Linked DNA regions of Mus musculus: region 1 is linked to region 2. The links are chromatin contacts, called in public HiChIP or PLAC-seq maps. All regions are on one chromosome and are shown on one strand. The core of a region is the stretch at or near the end of the contact, and the rest is flanking DNA. Distances in the headings are between cores, read along the strand shown. Region 1 overlaps G630018N14Rik (a long non-coding RNA gene). Region 2 has its middle 53 kb from the start of 4930401O12Rik.

The links. HiChIP or PLAC-seq counts read pairs in DNA pulled down with a chosen protein or histone mark.
Region 1: an HNF4G HiChIP or PLAC-seq map of pancreatic cancer cells shows a contact between it and region 2. The contact joins two enhancer-like sites. A contact is called at or near these places in 1 of 15 datasets of contacts at CTCF or cohesin (the NIH/3T3 cell line) and 1 of 115 datasets of contacts at active chromatin or transcription factors (pancreatic cancer cells).

What each region holds. Positions count from the first base shown.
Region 1 is chr13:31,325,119-31,331,248 of GRCm38.p6, reverse strand. The region is part of intron 9 of G630018N14Rik (a long non-coding RNA gene); the gene reads left to right. Among named protein-coding and RNA genes, the nearest start is that of G630018N14Rik, 81 kb to the left of the region's middle. Within about 2 kb of position 3,353, at least 43 of the 459 cell types and tissues checked have an H3K27ac peak or open chromatin away from gene starts, as enhancers often do. A contact at or near this core is called in pancreatic cancer cells, where this site is marked.
Region 2 is chr13:31,184,813-31,191,092 of GRCm38.p6, reverse strand. No RefSeq gene overlaps it. Among named protein-coding and RNA genes, the nearest start is that of 4930401O12Rik, 53 kb to the left of the region's middle. Within about 2 kb of position 3,707, at least 20 of the 459 cell types and tissues checked have an H3K27ac peak or open chromatin away from gene starts, as enhancers often do. A contact at or near this core is called in pancreatic cancer cells, where this site is marked.

The DNA of each region.
Region 1 (6,130 bases), core at 2,104-4,603, 140 kb before region 2:
TAGCTCTGCAAAATGTCAAGGTACTCCCATATACCCTGTCTCCCAAGTAGCCATGACAACATCAGTGTGCAGTAGTCTTTGTCATTCTCACTGAATTGATATCACAGAGGAAACAAAAAGTTTTGGAAGTCAGGCTGATTTGTGACCAGCCCCTGTCTTCAGAACACACCAAGCTGGGCCTCCTAAGCCTATGAGTTCTTAGGTCTAGGAAACTCTCAACTCCAGGGCTCTGACATTTCAGGACACTCTGATTTCCCCCATGGTCCTGAGCCACTAGGCCTCCTACTTTGCCTCTACAGAAAACCTCCTGAGAACCAACTGCCTACACTGTCCTGTTTCTAGCCGGCACATCAGAAGATGGCAGGGCTGCTGTGCAATTAGATTTCTAAGGGCAGCCATGTAAATTAAATGTATAAATCATTATAAATTGTTATTTAATAACGCCAGAGTGAATAGAGTGTCTGCTGCCGCTGGCACGCCCGGGCCTGTTCCTTTTGAACTGACTGCTGGCCAGGAAACATCAGGCAAGCTTTATCCATGTGTTCCTAGTTCATGATAATGGAAGTAAAGTATGTGCCTTTGTGGAATATTATGGGTTTTTATTTTAACTCCCTGCCGAGCTCTTTTTTTTTTTTTTTAATTTATTCCACCTGAAGTGTGCACTGCAAAGCTGGTGGGGAGGTGTGGGTATGTGAGCTTTGATTCTGCAAACCTGCTACATCCTAGACTGACTTTGATCAGAGGGTCAGAGAAGTTTATAAGGGCAGAGGCCCTGGGGATGTGAGTGGAGGTCAGGAGCATCCACGCCCTAACCCCACTGTCCTCTCTAGTGTGTTCTGTCACTCAGCTCTTGAGAGCAGTGAGGAGATTCTCCTTTGGAAATTATAGGTGCTTCTGGCTGTTTTGAGGAGGGAAAGGGGCTGGTGGTTTCCTGAATCTCATTGTCTGGCATGAACAACCCAAGTTCCCACGTAGCTTATCTCTGTCCATTCTCGATAGGACTAGAGTCAAGATATTTTTCTTTCTTTTCTTTTCCATCTTGTTTATTTGGGTTTCTTGAGACAGCCTCTCACTATGTCCCCCAGACTGGCTTGGAACTTACCATCTTTCTGCCTCTTCTTCTAGGGTGAGACATGGGCCCCTGGTCTTTTCCCTTTCACCTGAATGGTATGCCCTCTATTTACTGGTGGGTAAGAACCGTGGCTTAGACTTGTTATACTTCATTAAGCAAGGTCTGAGAGGGCACTCCTGGGGAATGGGACATTGATACAGTGTGGGCCCCTGCTTTTTCTGGTCAGGATTGGTTTACCCAGCTCAGGTAACAGGATGGAGCTAAGCAGACTCTCTCCTCATTTAAGTCTCCTGGGAAGCAGGCATTGATGAGCCAAGGTGAGTCCATCTTATGTGCTCTCACTTCTGGTTTTAGGACCCAGCATGGAAATAGAGAACAAATCTGGAATCCACTGTGAGCCGTGATCTTAGGCAGTGAGTGATCCTAGGTAGCTGTGGACAGTTTCTTCATCTCTGATGTGAGAGGAGCCGAGATGAGCACCTGCTGGCATCGTGAGGGTTAAATGGCTTTACCTACCTCTCAGGTTTTATATACTGCTCTTTATACGGCACGTGGTCCCAATGCCTGGGTGGGGTTTGCATTCACTTCCATTTTGTCTTTGCTTTGTTGTTTTGGTTGGTTGGTGTGATTCTTATTTTCATTGAATATCCAGATAGTTTAGGTTATATAGTCCGTCATACCCAGTCATTTCTTCTCAGTTTATTACCCCCTTTTAATTTTGCTTTCTTGTTATGTTTTGCTTTGAGACAAGGTCTCATTATGTATCCCTGTCTGGCTTGGGACTTGTTATATGGATCAGTCTGGCCTCGAACTCACAGTGATCTGCCTTGCCTCTGCCCCCTGAGTGCTATAACTAAAGGCAGGTACCACACACTTGGCGATATCCCCTTCACCTCAGCACATGCCTTCCTTCAGATCCCTCTAGAGGGCTAACCATTTCAACTTTATTCAGGTCTTACTTTTTCCAGGGCTTGTCCCTGCTTTAGCACTGTCTGAGGCCCCCTTTTGCCTTCTACTCCTCCACCCTCAGACTCTGTTCCTGGAATTGTTCCAGAGATGCCACACGGTGAAGGTCACGGCCTGTGAACCAAATGCTGTTCACAGGTACATGACTGAAATGCAAGCTAAAATCTGCTGCCAACGCAAACACAGTTAGAAAACTTCCAGCATTCAGTGCTCCTGGCTTCTCCGAAAGGTAATAAAACCTGACCATCCTGGGTCTGTGCCGTGCAAGATGCCAATACGTGGGAGCTCAAAGTTTACCCTGCCTCTTCACAACCCGGGAGCCTCCACCCTACTTCCTGGTGGCCTTTCTGTTGCCTCTGACCTGGATCCAAGAGTCACTGCATCTTGTGGTGTCTACTTTAGAGCAAGTCAACCCAGGAGTCGCAGAGGAAACAGAGCAGCATCTTGTAGTGTGAAGAACCAGCTCCCATTCTGTATTTAACCATCTGTCTTGTCTTTTATCCGGTGGTGCTGAGACGGGGATCCTTGGAGCGAAGTGCAGTGCAGACACTTGATGAGCTTCCGGTCGTCCCTGTTCAATCACGTGGGGCTTTCCAGGATCACTGTGTTGCCGAATGGCATAAGATGAGGTGCCAGATCTCTCTATGAGAGCTTTTTTTTTTTTTTTTTGGTTTTTCAAGACAGGGTTTCTCTGTGTAGCCGTGGCTGTCCTGGAACTCACTCTGTAGACCAGTCTGGCCTCGAACTCAGAAATCTGCCTGCCTCTGCCTCTGCCTCTGCCTCTGCCTCTGCCTCTGCCTCTGCCTCTGCCTCTGCCTCTGCCTCTCTGCCTCTCTGCCTTTCTGCCTCTGCCTCTGCCTCTCTGCCCCTCTGCCTCTCTGCCTCTGCCTCTGCCTCTGCCTCTGCCTCTGCCTCTGCCTCTGCCTCTGCCTCTGCCTCTGCCTCTGCCTCTGCCTCTGCCTCTGCCTCTGCCTCTGCCTCTCTGCCTCTGCCTCTCTGCCTCTGCCTCTCTGCCTCTGCCTCTCTGCCTCTGCCTCTCTGCCTCTGCCTCTCTGCCTCTGCCTCTCTGCCTCTGCCTCTCTGCCTCTCTGCCTCTGCCTCTCTCTGCCTCTGCCTCTGCCTCCCAAGTGCTGGGATTAAAGGCGTGCGCCACCACCGCCCGGCTTCTATGAGAGTTTTTGCTGGTGGTGTTGGCAGTTAGGACACTAACAAGCCAGGACTCTGGGCAAACCTTGCTGCTTTCACCCCAGGAGGAAATGCAAAACAGCACAAAGCACTGACTTTCTCTCTCCCTCTTGCTGCCTTCCCAGCCAATGGAAGAAGGTTCTTCCTACATACTTACTGCCATGCTGGCTTCCACAACAAAGGGCCTCACACACCTATCTGTGGCCCACAGGCTGGCACGGCGCCAGGATAAATAAAGGCCGTGATTTTTCTTATTAATCATAAACACACCGTCTCTCTTTCTATTGTTCTGTAGCCTGGTTCACACCCTATAGAATTGTATTCCGTTCCTACAGCCCTGACATGCCCTAAGCTACAGTTGACATTGATTCAATGGCTCCTAAAAGGTGCTATCTGTTCCCTTGTGTCTACAAGGAGCCCTCTGACTCCTTTGCCACAGTGGTGACTCAGACCTTCGGAGAGCAGGGCACAGCAAGGTCACACGCCACCAGGGAAGGGATTCTGAACTCAGCAAATACACCGTGGTTCGGGGGTGGGGTGGGGTGGGGTGGGGAGGGTGGTTTGGGGTGGGGGGTAGTGGAGTGGTGGGGTGGGCCTGAGTGTCTTCTCTCTTTCTTTGGTGACTAAACTCAGGATACATCTTAGTGGAGAGTCACTCTCGTGTATGAACCCTGCTAGCTTCATCTTGTGTCTACTCCAAGAGGCCCTTTGAAGGGCCCCTTTTGATACAACAGGCTTGAGGCACTCCTGGACTAGCCTACGGTCAGCAAAGCAAAGAATTTTGATGACCGGGTTAAAGAGATCTCACCGGCATAACTCACCAGAAGCACACTACAGGAATGTCCAGTCCAGGCTTGTGTGTGTGTCCCAGGATAGCCCAACACAGATGGGGATGACAGTGCCATGTGTATTATCAAAAGGGTGGACAGCAGCCACCATTTAAGAAAGAAGTCCCGCTGAATGTAGCTTTGTTCAACTAGCCACAAATGTGGGTAGGGAAGAAAATTACAATAACGTAGACGTGTCCAAAGTAAACCCAAAAGGTTGTAAAGTTTTAAAAGTCCACCGAATTGTGCTCACATCTTAATTAGAAAGCAAATGCTGGCACATCTCTTCCGAGGAGTTAAACGGTTTGAATTATGGATGAGACGGATTCCTTCAAGCTGAGCCTCTCATTTGGACACTCATGGAACCGGGCAATGACACAGCCATAAGAAGCTGCAGCTGATCACCAGACACCCCTGTGCTTCTCCCACTTCTGAAACTCGAGTGGGCCCCTGAGATAAGAATGAGAATGTCTGTCTCCTGTCACTTTCATCTGGAGGCCCTGTGATGACGCCTGCATCTTGTTTCTTCCCCCAACAGTGGAGGCCACGTGCCAAGCTGTAAGTACGATGGCCACTCACCCTACATTCAGCTGGGGCAATAAAAGCAATGAGAGTTAATTATGTCAAAATTCGCAGGGTTTATTTGTCAATGGAGTGGGGCCTCCTCCGTTCTGCTCGGCCCTGTCACACACTGAAAGCAGAAAAAACTTTCCCCCTGATAAGTTAGTAATAAATCTTTGACCGATTTTATGGTTACTGCCAAACAGTTCCAAAACCGGAAAATTCTGTTTATTTTAGTTTCAGTAGTCGATGTGGAAAATTACTGGAAGCAATAACTTAATCTAACGAAGTGTTGTCTGTGAGAGGGGGCATGGCTTGTAGATGCTTCCCTGAAGAATCTTCTCTCCCTCTGACTCCTCCCATTTAGGTCTATGCTTTCCCTGCTTTTCATGTCCGCAGAGTGAGAAAAAAATAGATATTTTGGAAACATAGTCATTGTGCTCCCATTTCTTTCTTTTACTTTGTTTAAAAATGCATATCAATGACCAGCAAGATGCGTCAGCAGATCAAAGCGCTGCTCCAACCCCGATCATCTGAGCTTGATGGAAGGATGAGGCCTGAATCCAGAAACTTGCTCTCCTCCCTCCATACTCAGGCTATGGCACCTGCGTGTACCCCCTGACTCCAAATCACAAACACACACACCATACATATACAGACTCAGTGTTAATAATAAATTAAATTAAAATTAAAATATGTGTTTGAAGAGTTCAATGTGGCAATCCAGGCGAGGGAAGTCACAGACCCTGAGACTCACTGGTTGGGCGGCTCAGAAGGGTGAGCAGGAGAGCAGCGTGGGATGCTGAGAAACTGGTAGCACTGGTTGCACACAGGAGCCTGAGAAAATAAGGACATACACTGAATACAGTGGGTCTGGAGGTTTTCTGGACATTGATATGCACCGTGGAGGTCCTCTAAGTTGATGATGAAAGTGGAAACTCATCACCTAGTCTTGGAACCACATCTTTCACTGCTGAGATATACAAATATCAATTGTCTCAGCCCTCAGCAACATGCTGTCCAAGTCTATGGCCTGGAGAGTGGTCTATGGCACCAAGAAGAGGATTCTCGGAGGTTCAGGCAATCATGAAGTTGCCTGAGGACCCTGGAGAGATGGCTGCTTCCAGATGGGGATTAGAATATTCCAAGTCCGGATGGGCATGTTTTTAGCAGAATTTGATGTATTCCAGGAGGGAACACATGGAAAGGACATAGGTACCAAATGAATGGCTTCCGGTGGCCAATGCAGATTGTAGCACATTGACTAAATAACAACCCACATGGCTTGCTGAAGCACCTGAATAAATGAGTATCTATATTACATATACATATACATACATACATACGTGTGGGTATCTATATTATATCTCTATATACATATGTGTGTGTGTGAAGGCCAAAGTTCTCTATAGAAGAATGGCAATGTCAAAAGTTGAAGGAAGTAGAAAATCTCTACTGGGCATCCTGATTATTAATATGTAATTCATTTAGGACCCATTAGCAGGCACTAAAACTAATG
Region 2 (6,280 bases), core at 2,458-4,957:
AACTGAGCAAACGATGCAAAGGGAACAGTCTGTGTGAGTGTAGGATGCTCTACGGGTTCAGAGGACACACAATATACGCGCGACACCCTAGGCAGATAGAATATCACACATGCATGGGATTCATTCTGTGTGGGTGAGGTTTACTGAGTGCTCAGAGACAGAAGACTGTGGTGTCCTCACATCTCAAATGCTGACACTATTACATGGCATGAAATAAACAGATGTCATTTATTAATCACTATTGGTTCAAATTTTGGAATAAAGATTATGAGCTTACGTTAAGATCTCATTAGACTATAAATGTCAGTCAACGTAAGACTGCTTACATTGAAACCGATTTCAGATTTCAAACCAAAAGTGAGAGAATGGGCAAGTTTATATTTAACCACTCCGACACAAAAAAAGTCCACACTAACAAACTATTAACATTCATTTTATGAATGTAAGCCCTTTGACTAATTCTTCTTAGTGGGGTGCTGATTTTTTTATTCGTTCAATAAATCAATTTCATAGGCTGAAGTGAAAGCTAAATATTTTTTGCTTAGAATGTCAGCTTTCAGAAAGGTTTGCGCTCTGGAGTTCTTTAGATTCTGAGCTATGCCATTTGGTTTGGGATAATTGTGAGAAACAGCTATTATCTATGGGCTGTGGACACAGAAAACGTAGATGTTGGTGGCATCGATACTTCAGAGCTCAGAGAGCCAGCTCTGCAGAGCTGGAGCTCAGAGAGATGTGGGAGGATGACACTTGGGTTATGCTCTTGCCTCTGAGGAGACATGACAAAGCAATTCGAGGAACCCAGAAGAAAAGGAAAAAGGAAGCAAGCAAGTGCTCATCAGGGCTCTGGGGTGTAGTAACCAAAAGGAGCAGCTTGCCCCAGAGTCTGATCTCCCAAAGTCACCTTCCCCTTTGAGACTCTCAGCTTCCTTTCCGTACCTCTAGCTATCACACTCTGGCTAGGAGCTTTCAGGCAAAGGAAAACAATCCCAAAGTCCATTGTTATGATGCAAAGCACACAAGGGAGGATTAAAAAAGAAAGCCAAGCAAGCAAGCAAACAAACAAACAAAAACAAGGACTATGAGTGTAGCCCAGTGGTCAAGAGCTTGCTAGGAATGTATGAAGCTTTGCATTATATCTCTAGCATCAGAAAGGAAAGGCATGAAATGCCTGTGGCCCAACCTGCCATTTTTTCTCCCTTCTTCTGCTCTGGGTCTGACTGAAGTCAACTACTTAGTCTTCTGTGCATTAGGGACAAATGGCTTGGACCCAGACTAGTGTAGACAAAAGAACATGGTTTTTGCCACTCTGACTCTTGCTTTGATATTTCCCATGGGCAGCTCCCTTCCTTCCTCCTTGCACAGATACTGATGATGCCACCACATATAGGGCTCAAGCCTTCTCATGAACCCCATCAAATGTGTTGGAGGCTATAGAAATATTGAGTCTCTCTTATCATAGCTTAAAGCAACCTATCCTAACATGCACAGTGGGAACTAAATAGGACTTTGCTGTGCTATTCAGTCAGGTGCTGATAGATTTTTATTTCTTTGGAGAATCTTACTCACAGTGCTGCTTATGAATGATTCAAAGTGCATATTCTTGCTTTAGAACTTTCATTTTCTTTTATAACAGATGGTTTGCAAACCATGCAACAATATCCATTCTTTCAAGTGTGACAGAGGGGATGACTGTACCCAGCTCTCCTGACTCAGAGTCAAATGCACTTGAAGCAAGATCCCTATAAGTTACCCTAGTTCCCATGGACGTTTCCTTCTCTGGCTGTCTTCCAGGGTGCCTGCCTCTTTGTGGTGAGTGTGGGTGAAAGGGTGAAGGGAAAAGCAAAAGGCTCACAAGAAGTTCTAACAAAGACAGAGAGCTTAAAGGAAAGAGAAAGATTTTGTTGTTGAATTGACAGTTCCTGGGTACTGAAGATAATACAGGAGTTCTTTTCATTGACTGTCATACATACATAGAAAACTACTGATAATCACGAATTTTAAAAACTAAAACTGAAAAAGATTAGAAAACATGGTACGTGCTGCACTTACTGCTTTTTATTGTCGGTGTTGGTGGTGGGTTTTTCACTCAGCAATGTTTTCTTCTTGTTGTGAATGCTCTGATCATGGTGTTTCATAGGAACTGAATAGGTCAATGCAAAGGTGAATTTGGCTTATGATTCTTGGTCTACCTCATTCACTTGAGCTTGTGTGGTCACAGATCTAAAGATGTTTGGTGCTTCCTGCCAAATTGTGCAATTGAGGATAGCATGAGGGTTTCAGGGAGTCTGGATGACTTGCAATACTACATCCTCTAGGAGGCTAACTTCAGGAGAAAGCGAATAAAGCCAGTTCTGAAAGCTGGATTGCTAGAAGTGGAAATTTTTCTACTTCTCAAAATGAAGAGCAGTGAAGCTGGAAAGATGACTAGCTATTAAAAGAACTGTCTGCTTTTCCAGGGTTTGAGTCCCAGAACCCACACAGTAGAGGGCCACTGTTTGTAACTACAGGTCCAGCGAATTTGATTCCCTCTTCTGGCCTCCACGAGTACTGCACACAGGTGGTATGCATAGACATATCACCAAGGCGTACACATAAAGTAAAAATAAATAACTCTCTTTTTTAATTTTTAAAAGGAAGATCACTGCCTTCATGGTGAACTTACCAGCTCCTCATTGGCACTGCTAACCACTCATATAGCTGCAGAGGTCACCTGGGACACTCACAGGGTGGCTGAGCACAGTCAGCATGAACTGAGCTAAGGATTGATACTAGTTAGATGAGATGGAAAAATAGGTTTATTCCAGTTCCATCAGAAGCAAACATACAATGATAACACATTTCAGAAAGTCATCTGGGAGAAGGGGGTGCTATTCCACTCTCAAGCATAGTCCGTTCAAAGCCTGTTTAAACATTTTCCTTGCTCCCATGGACAATAAGAATTTCCCCCCAGAAACTAATGCAATCACTTTGTACTGGAGAAGGCTAAACGTCTAGGAAATGTTCTAATAGTCTGTTATGTTAATCTACACTATTGAGGTGGATTTCTGTTAATCATCTGTGTGGGCAGAACTGTGTTCCAAGTTTCCATGTCATGTGAAGAGGTTTTGATACAAGGCCTTTGGGAGTAACTTGTACAGATGAAGAGATGACAGTATAGTCTTCCCAGTGGGATGGATTAGCATCTTTCTATGATACCAGAGAGAATTTGCTCATGTTATTTTCCTCCCTTATTCTTCCTTCCCTCTCTTCTTGCCCTTATGAGTTTTCATTAAAAAGGAGCTCAAATGTAACTCCAAGGACAGAAACCCCACGAGGACCTGACCCTGCCAACATCTCCATGTTGGGAATTCAGCCTCCAAAACTGTTGGTGTAAGCAAGTGTCTGTGTATTGTTCTGTTATAGCTGTCTCAGTGACTAGACAGTCATATGTAGGGATATGTGTCTAACATATAGGCATAAGTACTGGCGCCTACACATAGCATATAGACATAATAGACAGACTGACAGCCACAGACATAGAGCTAGAACTCAAACTAAGGCCCCTTTGCTCATTTTAAATGTTCCTGTGGAATAAAGAGACTTATAAATCCAAAGCAGGAAATTCTCTGTCCATTCTGGAAAAAAAAAATAGAACAGGGAGTGGCCCAACAATAATACCTTTTCTTTGCCCTCCTAGGGTGTGGGCTGACGTTTGATTTGATTAGGAAACACCCACAAGGAAAGGGTAAACGGTTGAGTAGGTCAACACAATCTTACTTCCTCTCCTTATATAAACTCATTAGCAACATCATTGATTATAGTCATTGCTTACAGTCCTGGATCCCATTTCCTTTTCTGCCCCTGTAGGATAGAGCACTGAGTACAAGGCTGAACTCTGCTCACCAGCTCATCACTTAGAAACGTACAGAATTCTCCCATCATGATCCCTTGGGCTTGTTTGTATCTGTAGTCTGTAAGCAGAAGGCCTGAGAGCCCATGGGCAGTCTTGCTGTATCATCTCATCCTCTGGCCCCCATACAGCTGCCCTTTTGCCTCAAAGTCTCCATTCTTCTCCTCTTCAATGATTCATGTCACACCCTTCTTTTACTGTGAGTAATCTCAATAGGACTGCAGTTATTTTCATCCCTAATAACTTTATGGTGTTTACATAACCTTGCTTTGATACTGCTATTGACTTTGGAGTTGTAATTACTGCTACTAATTGAGAAAACTAGATGACAGATTGAGGCAAATGGACCAACCACTATGTAGGAAATATGCAACGGCCGTCATTAGAAACCAAATGGTACAGAACAATTTTAATTAGACGTGACTAACATCAGCTGCCTCCACTCTCGGGTTATTTTGGCCAGGAGCTCAAAAGGAAGGCAAGTCACATTGTCACATTACCTTGTTTGATCCTGAGCAGGGAGAGATTGTCACAGAGCTCACTGTTCTTTCTCTCTCTCTGTCTCTCTGTCTCTCTGTCTCTCTCTCTGTCTCTGTCTCTCTCTCTCTGTCTCTCTGTCTCTCTCTCTCTCTCTCTCTCTCTCTCTCTGTGTGTGTGTGTGTGTGTGTGTGTGTTATTTTGACTTTAATTTAGAATTAAGCAATGGGACATCTTCTGCTTGTATGAAGAAGTCATTCCAAACAGCTTTGAACCAACCACACAGGAAGGTAAATATCATCACTGAAAGCCTTGGGACTCCCGGGAGAGCTACTCACCTGTCTCACTGATAAAGGCCAACATTCCCTGAATCAAAAGGAACACAGAGGAGGTGTGTTCCAGGCTCTCTCTCTTCCTCTGAGATAGGATTTGCCTTAAAGACTCCATACAATGAGTAAGTGTGGCTGAGTGCCCACTAAAAGACAGTGACCGTTTCAAAGCTTTGTTTTGGAAGTAATTCTCAAAGTCAAGTATAGAAAGCAAGCCAGTGCTAAGAGGTCCCAGCATCAACTTCCATCAGAGCCTAATATTCTTAATATTCTTTCTTCAGCCATTCATCTCTGAATGGTTATATTCAGCAACAGGTACCAGCTCTCTCTCTCTCTCTCTCTCTCTCTCTCTCTCTCTCTCTCTCTCTCTCTCTCTCTCTCTCTCTGGACTTGTCTATGGTCTGTACCCCAAGTCCTTCCTCACAGTATTCCCTGAGCAGCATTCTGCTGAGTATCCACCCCTGGGTCACTGCTCACCCTCCAGACACAGGTGGCAAGAGCCATGAGCCAGCCCTTGCTCCTCCTATTCTTAACATCACTTCTTCAACTCATCAAGGATTAAGATGGCTTTCTGTACTGGCTCTTGCTTGGCTTCTAAATTTTTAGAGCTTTGGAGTATTGTGCTCTGTCTGGTCTTTCCATTCCTGTCAACACCTTCTAAGATGTGACATGCCTCCCTGGTCTCCTGGAGTTTCTGGAATAACCCACTTGCTTGTCCTGCTTTTTCCAGTCCTCCCTGTGACCACCCTTCTGACAGCTGTTTTCCTGCTGGCTGCACGCTTCAGTAGCTCCCACACTATAATACGTCAACCACAGCTGGGGACTGACCGGACATCTGAAGACACTCCAACCTCAACCCCCTTCATCTGCACATTTTTATCAAACAGAATCACACAAGCCTTGTTCTCCCATGGCAGCGCTGGCTATAGAAGCTGCTGGTAGGTTGGTCGCTGCTAGGAGTACAGAATGTGGGTAGGGACCCTGATCTCAACGCTTTCTGGCTTTGTAGTTCTGAAGTTGGCAAACCGCCGAACTTCTCTGCGAACATTTCATTCATTGTACACGAGAGAGTCATCATAATTTGTATGCAATGCTTGTTGGGTGCTCCAAAAATCAAACATCAATGGATGTGCTGAAAGGAACCATTTTATTGAGTCGCAGGGGAAGAGGCTTAGGCCTTCTGTAGAGTTAGAAAGCCACTGAGCAAAAGTAGCTGCAAGTGAAAGGAAAGGTCAGCATTGAGGTTGATGTGTGAAAGGCCACACTCAGCTGTGGATCTGGAAGAAGACTCCGTCTGTTCAAGCAGAGCTGTGAGGAGGCGTGGCCCTGCAGATGATTTTCCCACATTCATTACAGAGCCAGATCTCACCTGCAAGGGGCTGCATGCAGCCATGCCTGCAATTACTCATGCAAGTATGCCTGCCTGCCTAGAGAGGGGATTCCCCACACTGCAGTGTAGATGTTAACTGTCATCCACACTCAAGTGCTTTGAGAATCTCAGAGACCGAAGGGAGTGCTGTTCCTTCTGGATCCAGCAAAACAGCTGGAATGCCATTGTTGGAATGAGCAGGTAGGGGGTCTGCTG